Regions from separate parts of the Sus scrofa genome. Here all the other regions are linked to region 3. A link is a contact called in public HiChIP or PLAC-seq data. All regions are on one chromosome and are shown on one strand. The core of a region is the stretch at or near the end of the contact, and the rest is flanking DNA. Distances in the headings are between cores, read along the strand shown. Region 1 overlaps LOC106505879 (a long non-coding RNA gene). Region 2 overlaps LOC106505879 (a long non-coding RNA gene). Region 3 has its middle 140 kb from the start of GADD45G.

Region 1 (4,494 bases), core at 252-2,751, 250 kb before region 3:
TGAACAAACACATTATCACAGATCTTTACGAGCTTTTCAAAGAAACCTGTTGTTGATTTTCTTCAGCACTCAGCAGCTTGCTATGAATATCCTAACTGAATATGCTGCCAAGAAGTGAACACAAGACACACCTAAAATAGAGGCTCTGGCAAAGGTCTGGTGAGACGGGAGAGCTCACCACTCAGAGGCGACTAACACCAAGGCGACAGGCAGTCCTGCCGCTTGATGTGACCCAGCCACATTTCTACTTTCCCGCATAGAGAACCTCAAGCAGCGTATCATTTAACAAAAAATCCTTTAATTCTGATTTGGGCAAGGAAAGAGACACGAACCACGAGAGCTGCAAACCCGCGCATAGGACACACTCGGGCGTGTTTATGTAACACTGGGATCCTCTGAGTCACAGGAGACGTGAAAAACAGCCGTGCTGTGCATGGCAGTGAGAAGAACCTGAGCAGCCTACACCAGGCTGCCGTGCAGAGTTGCTGAGGCAGCAGCAGCCCTTGCAAAATAAGAAGGGACACAGCTGGTACATCAAGAGGTACCCTGAGGTCACCAGCGGCATCTCCCAGGGCTGCTCATGAGATGTGGGGGAAAGTGCTCCCAGAAACCACATGGAAACGAAACCTACGTCTCCTTGTTAACCAGCATTATTGAACAATTTTGGCCACAGGTTCCCTCCTAGAGGGAAAGTTCACAGGAACCCCCTCATTGTGACTTTTTTTAGTCTCCTCTGTTAAAAGCCTTCATACACTTGGCCTCACCAAGGGACCTTGACAATGGCCTCACCTCTGCTGACTGTGAAATACCCAGCTGAGCCGCTCTCTCTTTTTCTGACCCTGGCTGTCACCACAGCTCAGCCGGGAGGTTCATCATGATCCCTAAGTCTCTTCCCTCAGAGGAGTTAACACCCCCGAATACGTAGAATCATTATTTTTATGTGGAGAGATCACAGATCGATTATGCATACTCTTTACTTAGTTACTTTCCTGTGCTTTCTTGGTTTTCCATGATTTTTGTGGCATTTTTACCTCTGAAAAAAGAAACCATATATTTTGCCATCCCTCAATGGCATAAATAGCCCCCTTGTCAAAAAGCCTCAAGAACCAGCCCCGTGAGCCTGGGTCACAAGCAACCTTCAAGACTTTGCGGGAGCATCTGCGTTTTGAGTAGGTAGAAATGTTACAAAATGCTGCATTTTTGCTCTTAAAACATCTCCCTTGACTTAAATAGCATGATGGATAGCACCCAAATGAGGTTTTTCTTCCCCAGAAGTTTCTCCCAGAATAGAAACTGCCCACAGTATTTTTCTTGGGAATAGATTTGTATGGGAGTGTTCGCTGTTGACATTTTTAAGCTGATGCACCCTGTTATGCAAAGTTGAGCAGAAAAGGCAAGGTTCCAGTTGCCACTTTCGTTTTGTGACCTGAACGTTGCCAACTAGGGTAAACACACATTCACTAGTCAAATGCATTCGACACTTAGATTCTTAGCGTGTACATTCCTGAAATGCCAGCAGCTCACATGCTGGCCTGGTTGGTTTGGCGTTCTGGTTTCAAAGCTGAGGCAAGTGGCCCAAATCCTTTTCTTATCCTTCTTTGCGGCCCTGGAGGCCCAGCAAAAGGAAAATCCTGACAGTGTTCTTTAGGTGAGGATAAGGTTTCAGATGCTCCAATTTCTCTAGAGGGCCACTGCTCCATGGAGGAAAAATAGCCAACCAAAAATTCAGCAGCTGCCCCCCCTGAAAATCCAGGTTCTGGGGTTTGGGTCTTAAAACACAGCACCTGTTGCAAATAAGCAGGTGCAATCAGACTGCAGCTGTGGGATACTGTCATGTAGCCGGCTTGTATCAACATACACAGGGGTCCTTGTCAGTCTGACACATGAGGATAGGGCAGTAAAAGAATTTTGATACAGCTCCTGCCACCCCAGCAGAGAGGAACCAGGCAGAATTTATCAGGCTCCCTGCAAGCCATGAGAGGAAAACATTTATTTGTCTCAGTCAACCAGATTCTCAGTTGTCTTGTTGCTGGGTTTCTATGGCAACGATGTTCATTGTAAGTGCAGAACAGTTACCAATTCAATCTCTGGACTGCATCCCCATTGGAGGCTGCAAGTCTATCCTTCCCACTTTCCTTTGGCATCAGTGACTAGAAGGAAAGGAATGCATCCTGGAATGAAATAGCTAAGCATTTAGGCACTTGGCATTTTCCATCTCTCCCAGCAAGGAGCATACAAATCAAAGGGTTCTGAATGGGGGTGGGGGGGCAAGGAAGTTGGTATTGGACCCAAACCAATGGTAATAACCCAGATGTTCAGCTTGTCTTGGGATCCAGAGTAATTATTTTTATCCTTTCCACCATTGTCAGAACTTTGGTTAGATAATTCCGAATGAAAAAGTTCTACTAAAGAATTTCTTCTGTAACAGAGTCTTGGAGCCACTTCCGAGTGTGTTGCAAGAAAACCCAGGGCTGTTTTGCAAAGATGGATCATCTCTGTGAAGGATAAAAGCCTGTATTTTAAGTATCTCCTCTGCTGCTTGAATGCAGACATAGAAAACCCTACAGCGTGGCCCCAGGGTCAGAAAGAACCACTAGGCAAGACCCTGCAAAAAATGATCCCAACCACAGCCCACCAGGTTCACAAGTAATGAAAAACACGTAGTGATACCCTGATACCTGGATGTCAGGGTTTCACTCTGCTGCCTGGGACCCTCCAGAGAGGTGCCCATTCCTTTGGCTTCTAGATTATCAGAAATATGCAACCCAGAGCAAATGACAGGGCAGCCTTGTCATTCTTACACAGGCCTATCCTTATTATTGTTACTATGATTTCATTAATAGTAACACTAAAAAGGCTCTGAATTTTTTCCTTTTTACAGCCGAACCTGCAGCATCTGGAATCGACCAGGTTAGGGGTAAAATCACAGCTGCGGTTGCAGCCTACACCACAGCCATGGCAACACCAGATCCAAGCCACATTTGCAACCTAGGCTGCAGCTCGCAGCAACTCCAGATCCTTAACCTACTGAGCGAGGCCAGCAATTGAAACTAACCTCATGGAGACTATGTCAGATCCTTAACCCACTGAGCCACAACAGGAACTCTAAGTCTCTGACTTTTAATTAAATTATTCCTTCTTCCCTGTGCACACTCAGCTCCATACAGGAAAATGAGGTATTTTATTACCTTTTTAAGTCTCTATTTTAATTTACATTGGTTAAGCCAAATTGAAGCCAAACTCAACCCATCAGAACATCCGGGGGAAGGGGATGGTTCCCTTCCAGTAACTCAGTGGTGGAAAAACGGGGAGGTTGCACTCAACCCCCTTCTGACATAACCCATATTTGGCCCAGGCTTCTCTGGGGATAATGGGGAGCTGTGACAGGCAGGAGGATTAGGAGGTGATGGGCATATTTGCTACAATGTTTGATCTTGGAAGGTCAGGCTGTGTGCATTTGAGGAGGCAGAGGTCAAGCTAATAATTCCAGGGCTTTTCTTGCTGGTTCTGAGCAAGCAGTTTCCAGGAAGCTGGTTTGTTATTTTGGCCAATGACTGTTTATCATGATGCATTGGGGTGTTGGGTTTTTGGTTGCAGAGAGTGTGACAGTTCCTGATATTTACACAAATAAGCCTTCAAATATTGACTAAAGGTGTAATGTGGGAAAGCGAATTTCAACCCGGTTAGGGTTGAAAGGGAAAGCATAATGATTGGGAGAACACAAAGGACACAAAGTTGAAGAGAACGCAATTCATTCTCGGTGACAGTTCTTTGAATCCAGGCATAAGAATTTGCTGTCTGTGTTTTCCTTCCATGCAAGATACTTAAAGTCCCAAAAGTCAGAACAGATGCCAGCTAAAATGTTTAGAGATAACCTATACATTCTAGTAAAGTTTCATTGCTCTAATGCACCCTGTAGCCACAAATCAGGTAAGAAATTACTTTTTTCTGGAAAAAGATTAATTAAAAACTACTATTTATCCTTCATTATCTTTGACTTTTTTTTCAAATTTTTTTAATTTTAATTTTAATTTTTTTTTTTCTTTAGGGCTGCATCTGCGGCACATGGAGGTTCCCAGGCTAGGGGTTGAATCCAAGCTATAGCTGCCAGCCTACACCACAGCCATAGCAACTCGGGATCCGAATCATGTCTGCCACCTACACCACAGCTCATGGCAACTCCAGATCCTTAACCCACTGAGCGAAGCCAGGGATCGAACCGGCACCCTCATGGATACTAGTCGGGTTCATTAACCACCGAGCCACAACAGGAACTCCTATCCTTCATTATTTTTGCAGTGATTCTTCTGTGGAGTGATCAAAGAAGGTAATGTAAACACAACCTCCAGGTCAGCCTGGGTCCATAGGAGGCACTTCATAAAAACCAGTTTGCTTTTAAAAACCAAACCAGGCTAAACAAACATCTGGCCAAAATGATGGTGGAACAGAACATTATTCACCCCCAGAATTACAGATGAAATGCACTGGCCAAAA
Region 2 (4,810 bases), core at 705-3,204, 140 kb before region 3:
GGACTGTTCTGCTCAAAGCTGTGTCTCCAGCACCCACAACTCTGCATGGCACACAGCATGTAGCACCTGCAACCATGGCACATGGACCAAGCTATATTTGTTGGATGAATGGGTGAGCCTCCCTCATGGAACAGAAGGTCTGGTGACGTCAAGCCCTGGAGACTCCTTGAATGATCCAATAAAATTCATCAAGCTAACATTCAGCCCTTTCGCCCAGCAAGACCACAGTAAGGATGGCTTTAGCCATCATCTCCCTTTTCCCAACTGCCCCAGTGCCCCCAGGGGTTTTGGTCCACAGGATGTGTTTTTGAAACTCTGTCCCACTAAGTATAGAGAACCCACTATCCCCATGATCATCTGTATGCTGACCACTGCCTTTCTGGCCTCTGAAACACAGTGACATTGGCTGAACTTTCCATGTTCTAAGACACCATTTGAAACTCAAATGAGTGTGAAAGGTATTGGCCAAATCATCGGCCTGACCTAGCACTTGCAATAAGGATCCTGACCAACCTTCTTCCCACTAAGGAGAAGACACCCTGCTCTCTCCCCAAACCCAGTTTCACGGTGTCTTTAGGGCTTGGTTCCACCCCAAAGGAAAACCAGGGCCTGGGAGACACAGTGCTCCTCCCTCCCTGACCTATAGCATCGTTAGGTTTGAGCCGTCCTGACCCTTCTTGACCCTGGGTGGGATCAGCTTTCCTAAGGATGCTCTTCCATTTCTAGGGAGCCTGGGACACCCCGCCGCAATACCAACATTCCCCCCACCCAAAGTCCACTCACTGGCACAGCTGCACTCCTGAAAATCAATTTCCAGGAACTGCCTCGGGCATCCCATAATTCCCCAAAGTGCAACTGCAAAATAAACTCTGATATGCCCTGGTTCCAGGAGCCTGGGGGCATGTCCTTGCGACACAGGAGGAAGAGGAGAGGGCTGGCCAGGGAAGCAGCTCCCCCGGCTGGTGTCGACATTCAGCCTCCTGGAAGTGGGCTGTGGATGTCGTCCAGGCAGGACACCTGAGTCCTGAGGGCCTCCCGTTACTTCTCCAGAAGGTCCCATAGAAGTGAGGCTGTGAACGAGCCTTCCAACATCAGAGACCTGAGTGGCATCACTGGTTCTTATCCTTCCCAGATGAGGAAGAGCAGGAAAGCCTCACTGTCCACATTTGTAAAATGCACTTAGTAAAACTGACTTCATATACCTCCCAAGAAAATCAGCAGCAACAAAACATGGAAGTGCTTAGCACAGGTGCCCAGCACATGGGAGATAAGTCAATACCAAACATATATGAAACCTGGGGAACAGGATGACAGGGGCAAACAGGCAAAAAAAAAAAAAAATACTGAAGAATAAAGGGAAAAGAAAGAAGTATATTTTCTAAATGGTTTAGGATTTTTTTTTCTTTTTTGCTTTTTTTAGGGTCGTACCCACAGCATATGGAAGTTCCCAGGCTAGGGCTTGAATCAGAGCTGTAGCCTCAGACCTATGCCACAGCCACAGCAACATCAGGTCTGAGCCATGTCTGCAACCCACACCACCACAGCACATGGCAGCGCCAGATCCTTAACCCGCTGAGTGAGGCCGGGGACCAAACTCTCGTCTTCATGGATGCTAGTCAGATTCATTTCTGCTGAGCCACAACGGGAACTCCAGGAATACTCTTTTCAAAAGTTCTAGCAGGGCGAAGTAAAAGCAAATAGTTGGTTTTGTCCCCAAGGCTGACACCCACACATAAATATGCAGAGACTATGTAGTTGGATGATTGTTTCCATAGTAACAGGATGCAGGCAACATTCTGGTACTCTGCCATAAAGTTTGTCCACCACACCGATTCAAAAGATCAACCTGAGAAATATTTTCGGTCTCAGCTGCTTAGATTGACTCTCTCCTAGTTTAGAGGACCACATGGTAAGCCTATTTTAAGACACGGTTTGGCCTGATAATGAGTGGGACCAAATGTTCCCACCAAGAGTACCAGGAGTGTGCTGGGCCACCTCACATGCATTCCTCAGATAGCTTCGTTTCTACCCTGCTCCTTCACAGGTAAAATACCTCATCTTCCGAGACCAAGCCATGACCACATAGTTAAGTTTAGCATGAATGTGTGAATGCAAAGTGCTTCTATTATTAAGCTGTCACAAGAGAGAAATATTTCTCCGGTGACATCTAGGAGCTCCCGGCATCCAGGGACTCCTTTCTCCAAATCCTTTCCAAATAGGGAGCTGGGAGCACTCTAAAACTGAACAAAGGGGACCCCAAAGAATCTGTGGATTTGAAACCATTCAACACATACTCGAAATATCTTTTGCCTTTGGTATTCAGAAAGCACTGTGAACTCTGAAGTATGAAGATCTCATGACCACAGAAAGTGAAAGCATGCCAACTGCACTGAAATCCCTCAGGCTCCCAGGCTGAGCATGCTTTTGGAAACTGCAATCATACCTTCTATCCACTCATGTCTTCTCAGGGCACTTGATCATTTTCAGCTTTTAAAAGAACCATGATGCCATCTCAGAAATGCTCACTCACTGGGGAACACAGGGTATGTTTCTTTTCTAGGATGACATATTTAAACGTTTCAAGAGTCACGAATGGCCTGAAAATTCAGAGAAAGTGAAACAGTCTGATACCTAGCATTTATTGAGGGCTAACTATGTTCTGGGCATTGGTTTGGGATTATTTTACTTGATCTCACCATTGTTCCATGATAAAGGATGGCTATCAATTTCATTTTTCATTCATTCCTTCAAAATTAACAACTATTGGAATTCCTGTTGTGGCTCGGAGGTAAGGAACCCACCTAGTATCCATGAGGATGCAAGTTAGATCTCTGGTCTTGCTCAGGGGCTTAAGGATCCGGTGTTGCCATGAGCTGTGGGGTGGGTTGCAGGTGTGGCTTGGATCCCGAGTTGCTGAGGCTGTGGCGTAGACCGGCAGCTGTAGTTCCGATTCAACCCCAGCCTGAAAACTTCCATATGCTGTGGATGCAGCCCCAAAAAATACAAAGCAAAAACAAAAACTATTAGTTAAGCATCTACTGTGCCCCAGACATCATGCTTAGCTGCTAGGCTGACGGCAGGGAACGGGACCATGTCCCTTCGCAGGCAGAGTTGATAATCAAATGGTGGAGACAGATCACAGCAAAAATCGCCCAGCTGTACTCACATCAGGTAGCGCTAAGTTCCTCAAAGAAAGATGAAGGGAGGTTAAGGGTTCAGATGAAGGGAGCAGGGTCAGGAGCAACTTCTAAGAGGAGCTGACATCTGAGCATCAATGTGCGTGGAGGGCAGAGGTGGCCAATCAAAATTCGAGGAAAAGCTCTCCATGCACGGGAAACATAGGGGGTGGCTGGGAGTGGAGGGCAGGGATCTAAAGGCAGCGGGCCATTGACCTCGCAGAGGTAGATGGGGTCCTAGTGTCAAAATCTGAGGGGAATGCATTACATCTTAGGTTTTAAGTTCCACAGGAAACGAATGGACGGTTAAGTGTATTCTGCTATCTCCTATTCCATCCCATTTCACATTTTATTTTTTTATTTTTAATTTTATTTTTATTAAAGTATAGTTGATTTACAGTATTGTGCCAATTTCTGCTGTACAGCAAAATGATCAGTCACACATACACACACACACACACACACACATACAGTCATATGTGTATATAAACATATACAGCCTTTTTCTCATACTATCTTCTATCACGTTCTATCCCAAGAGACTGGATATAGTTCCTTCTGCTGTACAGTAGGACCTCTTTGCTTATCCATTCTAAATGGAATAGTTTGTCTACTTCACATTTTTAAGAAAACACTAATCCCATAGCACTGAATTGATTTCACAAGACAGTTATACACACACAGTCTGAAAGCCACACTCCAGTCAATAACCTTTGCTTCATTATCCTTATCAAAATAGAGACATTAAAAAAGAAAGTTTCCATCACAAGAAAATAAAACATTTAGCTCTGTGTAATGGTGGCTATTACTAGGTTTATTGTGGTGATGAATATAGGTTTATTGTGATTCACCATACATACATACATCGAATCATTGCTGTAAATGTGAAACTTTAATAATATAATGTATTACTATAATGCCATGTCATATATATCACAGTTTTAAATGCCACCCCCAAAAAAAGAAAAAAAAAAGAAAGAGAGATCTAACAAGTTCAACTGTACTATCTACACAGCCAGAAGAATTAACTGTAAAATGGAATCAAATAACAGCCCCTCTGTATTTTACCTTCTGTGTGGGTTATAACTAAGGAAGCTAACGTACCTATGCACAGCAACGCAGGACTGCCTGATTTCCCGGGAAGCCATGAACTCCTGGACCACGAGGCCCGCCCCTGAAGGCAGCTGACTGCAGAATAGCCACCCCCTGCGGCTTCCAGCTCGCAGGCAATGCTGGGCATGTGTTGGCACCGATTCACCGCAGCAACGCAGAAGAATTCATATCATGATGCTCTTACAGGGAAAAAGGCTCCCCTGAAACCTCCATCTCCAATTCTGGTTGGGTTTGCGGCAGCTCTTCTTATCTGAAGTTGGCATTCCTGTCGATGCCTACTAATCACAGAACTCCTGGGTATTAAAAAGCACATGACAAGTCACATTCTGGGTCCCCATGGAGGTTCGTGCCTCAATTCCCGGAGCAGGCAAACGGATACCGTCTCCAGACAGGGTCACAGCACCCATCCAGACGGGGCCCAGTGTCTCGCCACCCAGTCATAAAATCTTGTCTAGAAATGGAAGCTGGTTCTGCCACTTGCACGCTAAGTCCATTGCACTTCTGAGAAGCAGGCAGTCCTC
Region 3 (4,643 bases), core at 508-3,007:
AACCGTGTCCTCAAACTCCCCAGGGCAGTGAAGGACCAGGGTCTCCTGTTCACGTCCAATGCGCTGCTGGCCCCACTGTGAGATGCGTTGCTGGAACGATGACTGTGAGCTTTGCACGTGATCCCTACGTCATGTTGCTCTAGAAGTTTGCACTCACTCTCGAGTTCTGTATTGACCTCTTAGTGGTGCAGTAACAGTTCACAGCTCTGCACCCACCCACACACCAGGGTTTGTAGCCCCTCTGGTGCAAAACATACCCCCCACCCCAGCCCACCCTGAGAGTGAAGGAGTTGGAGGCTTTCGATCCACTCTGAGAGGCTGGATCAGTCCCAGCGCTGAGGTCCTGGGGCTGTTGACTCAGGCACTTCAGCCTGCTGGGCGCTCAAAGTGAGCAAGCTGTGGCAGTTCTATAAAAAGCCTCTGGGCATGGAGATGCCAATGCAGGCAGCTGAAGGGGCTGGATTCCACAAATAGGCAATGTCCAGGGCGTGCACAGGCCCTAGGGGGTCTGCTCCAGCAAGGAGCCCTTCCTGGGGGCTCTCCTGGGGGGCTTCAGGGAGAGGGATTACTGAGGCATTTTGGAAGAAAACCAATTCTGCAATAGGTGGAGAAGGAGGAGGGGAAATTCCAAGAGGGTTGGCATGTGCCAAGGCCAGTAGGTCCCAATGGTCAGTGACCTCCCTGTGGGATGCAGGGCCTCCGTGTGACTCTGGACCACACAAGCCCTCGTTGGCTTTTAGAGAGTGGCCAGTCAGCCCTCTGCTTCCTCCATAGCAGTCCGCTCTCTGCTGGGGGCTGGACTGCAGGTGACACTGAACATACACCCCTGACCTCCTGGGGGTTCCAGCTTGCAGAGGTGGCTGTAATTTCCCCTTCTCCTTCAAAAGGGAGGACTCTGAAAGTCCCTACCAGATGGCCAGCAGGTACTGGTCGAGGTCTAAGCCAAGGCCCAGCCTTGTCCTCTCCCTGAGTGGCCTCTTCCAGCACCTGGGGTCCCCAAGGTCCATCCCTTAACAGAACAGCTGGGAAAACGGCAAAAACACGTCGATGTTGGAAGTGGGGCCAGACATCTGATGGCACATTTTTTTTTTTTTTTCACTTTTTTTAGGGCTGCACCTGCGGCACATGGAAGTTCCCAGGCTAGGGGTCGAATCAGAGCTGCAGCTGCTGGCCTATACCACAGCCACAGCAATGTGGGATCCGAGCTACATCTGCAACCTACACCAAAGCTCTGGGCAACACCTAACCCAGTGAGTGAGGCCAGGGATCGAACACACATCCTGACGGATACTAGTTGGGTTCATTTCCGCTGAGTCGGAACGGGATCTCTTCTGATGGCACATTTAAAACCCTCTCCTGTGTGTCTTTGCAGAACCTGCACCATTCAGGCTAGACCTGGGAGGAGACGTCTGGACAGGGGTCAGTAGTAGGTAACATAGGCAGGGCCACAAACCTTCCTTACGCAGCAGGAAGACCTCACCCCACCCCAGCTCTCAGGCTTCTGAATAGGCCCTGGGATCCATTTAAGGAGACTGACATGCCTTCAAGGAACCACCCCCACCCCTGCTGGATGGCACAAAATTAGAGTTTTCCCACAAAAGGCGTCCAGGCTCTGAGGGCATGTTCCTGTCTGCCTGCCTTTCCTTTCTGGACCCAGCCAAACCTTCTCAGAGATGTGCAGAGTCTAACTGCCTCCCCCCCTTTCCTGCCTCCTCGTGTAGTGCAATTCAGATCAGGCAAATTCCAGAGCTACCCAGCCCAGCAGCTTGGCAGCAGCTAGGTTGGGACCGCATGGTTGCTAAAAATGGCTGTTTCGCCCATCCCGGCTGAAAGAGACACAGGCTGACATTCTTGTCATAGTTGGAAGTGGTCCAGGGCTGACTTTCTCCGCAGCTGCTTTCCGCGGCAGCCCCCCGGCTCCACCCAGGCCTGGGCGAATTCCTCACACCAAAATCGAGAGCAGTATCTGCGGCAGACAGGAGCAGCGGTGGGGGCCTGGGGGCTGACAGCCGTGGCAGCAGCCCCGCAGCCCACGGGGAAGGGGGTCTGGTGTGGGGTATGAATTCCACCCTCACCAAGTGACCGTCACATCACCCTGGCTGCCCAGATGGGGAGCCTGAGACCCAGAGGGTTAGTGGCCTTTGGCACCTCATTCACTCCAGTCCCTGCACGTCTGAGGCCAGGATGCAGTTTTTTCCATGTGGAAACATTTTCATCCTGAGAGAAGCACATTAGTCAATGCGATGTCTGCCCTTCCTCACTGAGGGTGGGTCCTTGTGCCTCCCTTGGAGTCTCGGCTGCTCCCTCTCCAAGCCTGTGGTGCCCTCTGAGGCTGCACACAACAGCCATGCATTGGCCACCTGGTGCACAGTTTCCTCCTCAAAAACGTTCAGGTCACCCCGGGAGAAGCTTAACTGCCCTGAGGCCACCATGCTGGGAGGAAGCTCAGAGCACTCAGAGGGGCCCCAGTCAGCAGCCCCCGGGCTGGCCCAGGCCTGGGTCTGTGAGAGAAGCACATCCGGGGGACCCAGCCCCCATCTGCCCCGTCATCCCATGGGGTGGATCTTCCCCCAGAGCCAACCTGAACTCCTGGCCTCCGAATGCATGCATGCGGTGAAATAGGGCTTGTTTTATGCCACTAATTGTCAAGTAGATGGTGATTCAGCATCAGGTCGCTGGAATTGTGAGTGTCTGGGCTCCAGCAGGCACGACACACCCTCCCACACTCTCGGCAGCTGAGCCTGAGTACGTGGTTCATAAGGAACAGCCAGGATCAAGATTCTGCACCCGCCCTGCAAAGAGGCCACAGTCAAGAAAATGGGTAAACATTAAAGTTCGAGATGCATAGCTCTTCAGAGCTACACTGTTCCCAAACCAAACTAGGGGCAGCTCGAAGTTAAGCCAATCTATTGACACCAGGTTGTGGGGAAGGAAAAAGTGAAGCATTTCTATGTCCAGGGCAGCCTGTGCTCAAAAGGCCTGAACTCCCCAATGGGTTTCAGCAAAGCATCTACCTGGAGAAAACCATAAGTCAAAAAGGTACATACACCGCAGTGTTCATTGCAGGCCTGGTACAACAGCTGAGACGTGGAAGCAACCAAGATGTCCATCATCAGAGGATTGGATAAAGAAGACGTGGTGTGTTTATACAAAGGAATACTACCCAGCCATACAAAGCTTGAAATAGTGCTACTTGCAGCAACATGGATGGACCTAGAAATTGTCATACTAAGTCAGACAGAGAAAGACAAGTATCATATGAAGTCACTAATATGTGGAACCTAATAGAAATGATACAATAGAACTTACAAAAGAGAAACAGACGGAAAGATTTTTGAAACCAAACTTATGTTTACCAAAGGGGATAAATTGGGGGGTGGGACTAATATATACACACGACTATACATGGAATAGATGGGTAATGGGTGGGGACCGGCTATACAGCGTGGGAAATTTACTCAGAACTGTGTGGCCACCTACATGGGAAAAGAATCTGAAAAGGAATGGATATATGTACATGTATAACTGATTTACTTTGCTGTATGCCACAGCATATTAACAAACTTTATAAGCCAACTATATTCCAATAAATTTTTTTTTAGAAAAGATGGGGGAGTTCCCGTTGTGGCACAGCAGAAAAGAATCCAACTAGTAACCATGAGGTTGCAGGTTCAATTCCCGGCCTCGCTCAGTGGATTAAGGATCCAGCATAGCCATGAGCTGTGGTGTAGGTGGCAGATGTGGCTCCGATCCTGCGTTTCTGTGGCTGTGGTGTAGGCCAGCAGCTGTAGCTCTGTTTTGACCCTCAGCCTGGGAACCTCCATATGCAGCAGGTGCAGCCCTAAGAAGCAAAAAAATATATATATACAAAATCAAAATCAAAAAAGATGGGGAAAAGCCCACAAATAATCTGTCACCTACCAGAACCCCTGCCTTGAGTACAATGAGAAATGCACCCTCATAACCACACTCCTGTAGCCAGCGAGGCAAGGCCTCAGGCCAGTTAGCAAGTCCACCTGCCTGAACCCCAGCCCTGCCCTGACACAGCTGAGATGGGGCCACAGATGCCATTATGCCAGAACTGGCAGCAGGCCCAGGGTAGAAGAGGGGCAGTTGGAAAATGGGGGTGCCCAGAGTACAGGCCCTCCCAGAGCTGCTATGAACATTGTGAAGCGGGAAATAATTTTCAGTTCAAACCCTGCCACCCAGGGAAAAGGACTGCAGTCAAGCTGCCTTTCCCAGGGCCATCACAATGCTGTCTGCAGGCAGCTGGGCTGTTTGCAGGCTTGGGCCTGGGCTTGGCTCCTAGGCAGATTTCAGAGGCTTATCAAGAGACCAGGCAGGGCTGTGGCCGTGCAGCCTGAGGCAGGGGCTGGGGCCCAGGGGCAGCTGGGACCCAGGGCTGCAGGCGTTCCCTCCCCCCACTGTCTCAGGCCAGGGGCGCACCTGAGCTCCACGCTTTGATGTCCTGTCTCTGCAGACAAGCCCTCCCAGCTCTCAGAGAGACTGTTAGAAGTGATTCTTATTTTGCCTTTTATCAGAGACCAGAGGAAAGAGTTGAAAGCAGGAGTCAGGGGTTTTCAAAAGAACACGCAAGACTAGGGAGGGGAGGGAAGGCAGCCTCAAGCCTTGAAAGGAAACAG

Evidence for each region. HiChIP or PLAC-seq counts read pairs in DNA pulled down with a chosen protein or histone mark.
Region 1: an H3K27ac HiChIP or PLAC-seq map of skeletal muscle shows a contact between it and region 3, with 3 times the contacts expected there. The contact joins two enhancer-like sites. A contact is called at or near these places in 1 of 47 Hi-C or Micro-C datasets (skeletal muscle) and 1 of 2 datasets of contacts at active chromatin or transcription factors (skeletal muscle).
Region 2: an H3K27ac HiChIP or PLAC-seq map of skeletal muscle shows a contact between it and region 3. The contact joins two enhancer-like sites. A contact is called at or near these places in 5 of 47 Hi-C or Micro-C datasets (embryonic fibroblasts, fetal heart ventricle and liver) and 1 of 2 datasets of contacts at active chromatin or transcription factors (skeletal muscle).

Annotation. Positions count from the first base shown.
Region 1 is chr14:1,557,063-1,561,556 of Sscrofa11.1, reverse strand. All of the region lies in intron 4 of LOC106505879 (a long non-coding RNA gene), which reads right to left. Among named protein-coding and RNA genes, the nearest start is that of GADD45G, 390 kb to the right of the region's middle. Within about 2 kb of position 1,501, at least 28 of the 83 cell types and tissues checked have an H3K27ac peak or open chromatin away from gene starts, as enhancers often do. A contact at or near this core is called in skeletal muscle, where this site is marked.
Region 2 is chr14:1,446,260-1,451,069 of Sscrofa11.1, reverse strand. LOC106505879 (a long non-coding RNA gene) reads right to left here. Exons shown (of 6, transcript XR_002338446.1): 1 at 4,281-4,810; 2 at 2,444-2,597. Among named protein-coding and RNA genes, the nearest start is that of GADD45G, 280 kb to the right of the region's middle. Within about 2 kb of position 1,954, at least 4 of the 83 cell types and tissues checked have an H3K27ac peak or open chromatin away from gene starts, as enhancers often do. A contact at or near this core is called in skeletal muscle, where this site is marked.
Region 3 is chr14:1,302,220-1,306,862 of Sscrofa11.1, reverse strand. No RefSeq gene overlaps it. Among named protein-coding and RNA genes, the nearest start is that of GADD45G, 140 kb to the right of the region's middle. Within about 2 kb of position 1,757, at least 13 of the 83 cell types and tissues checked have an H3K27ac peak or open chromatin away from gene starts, as enhancers often do. A contact at or near this core is called in skeletal muscle, where this site is marked.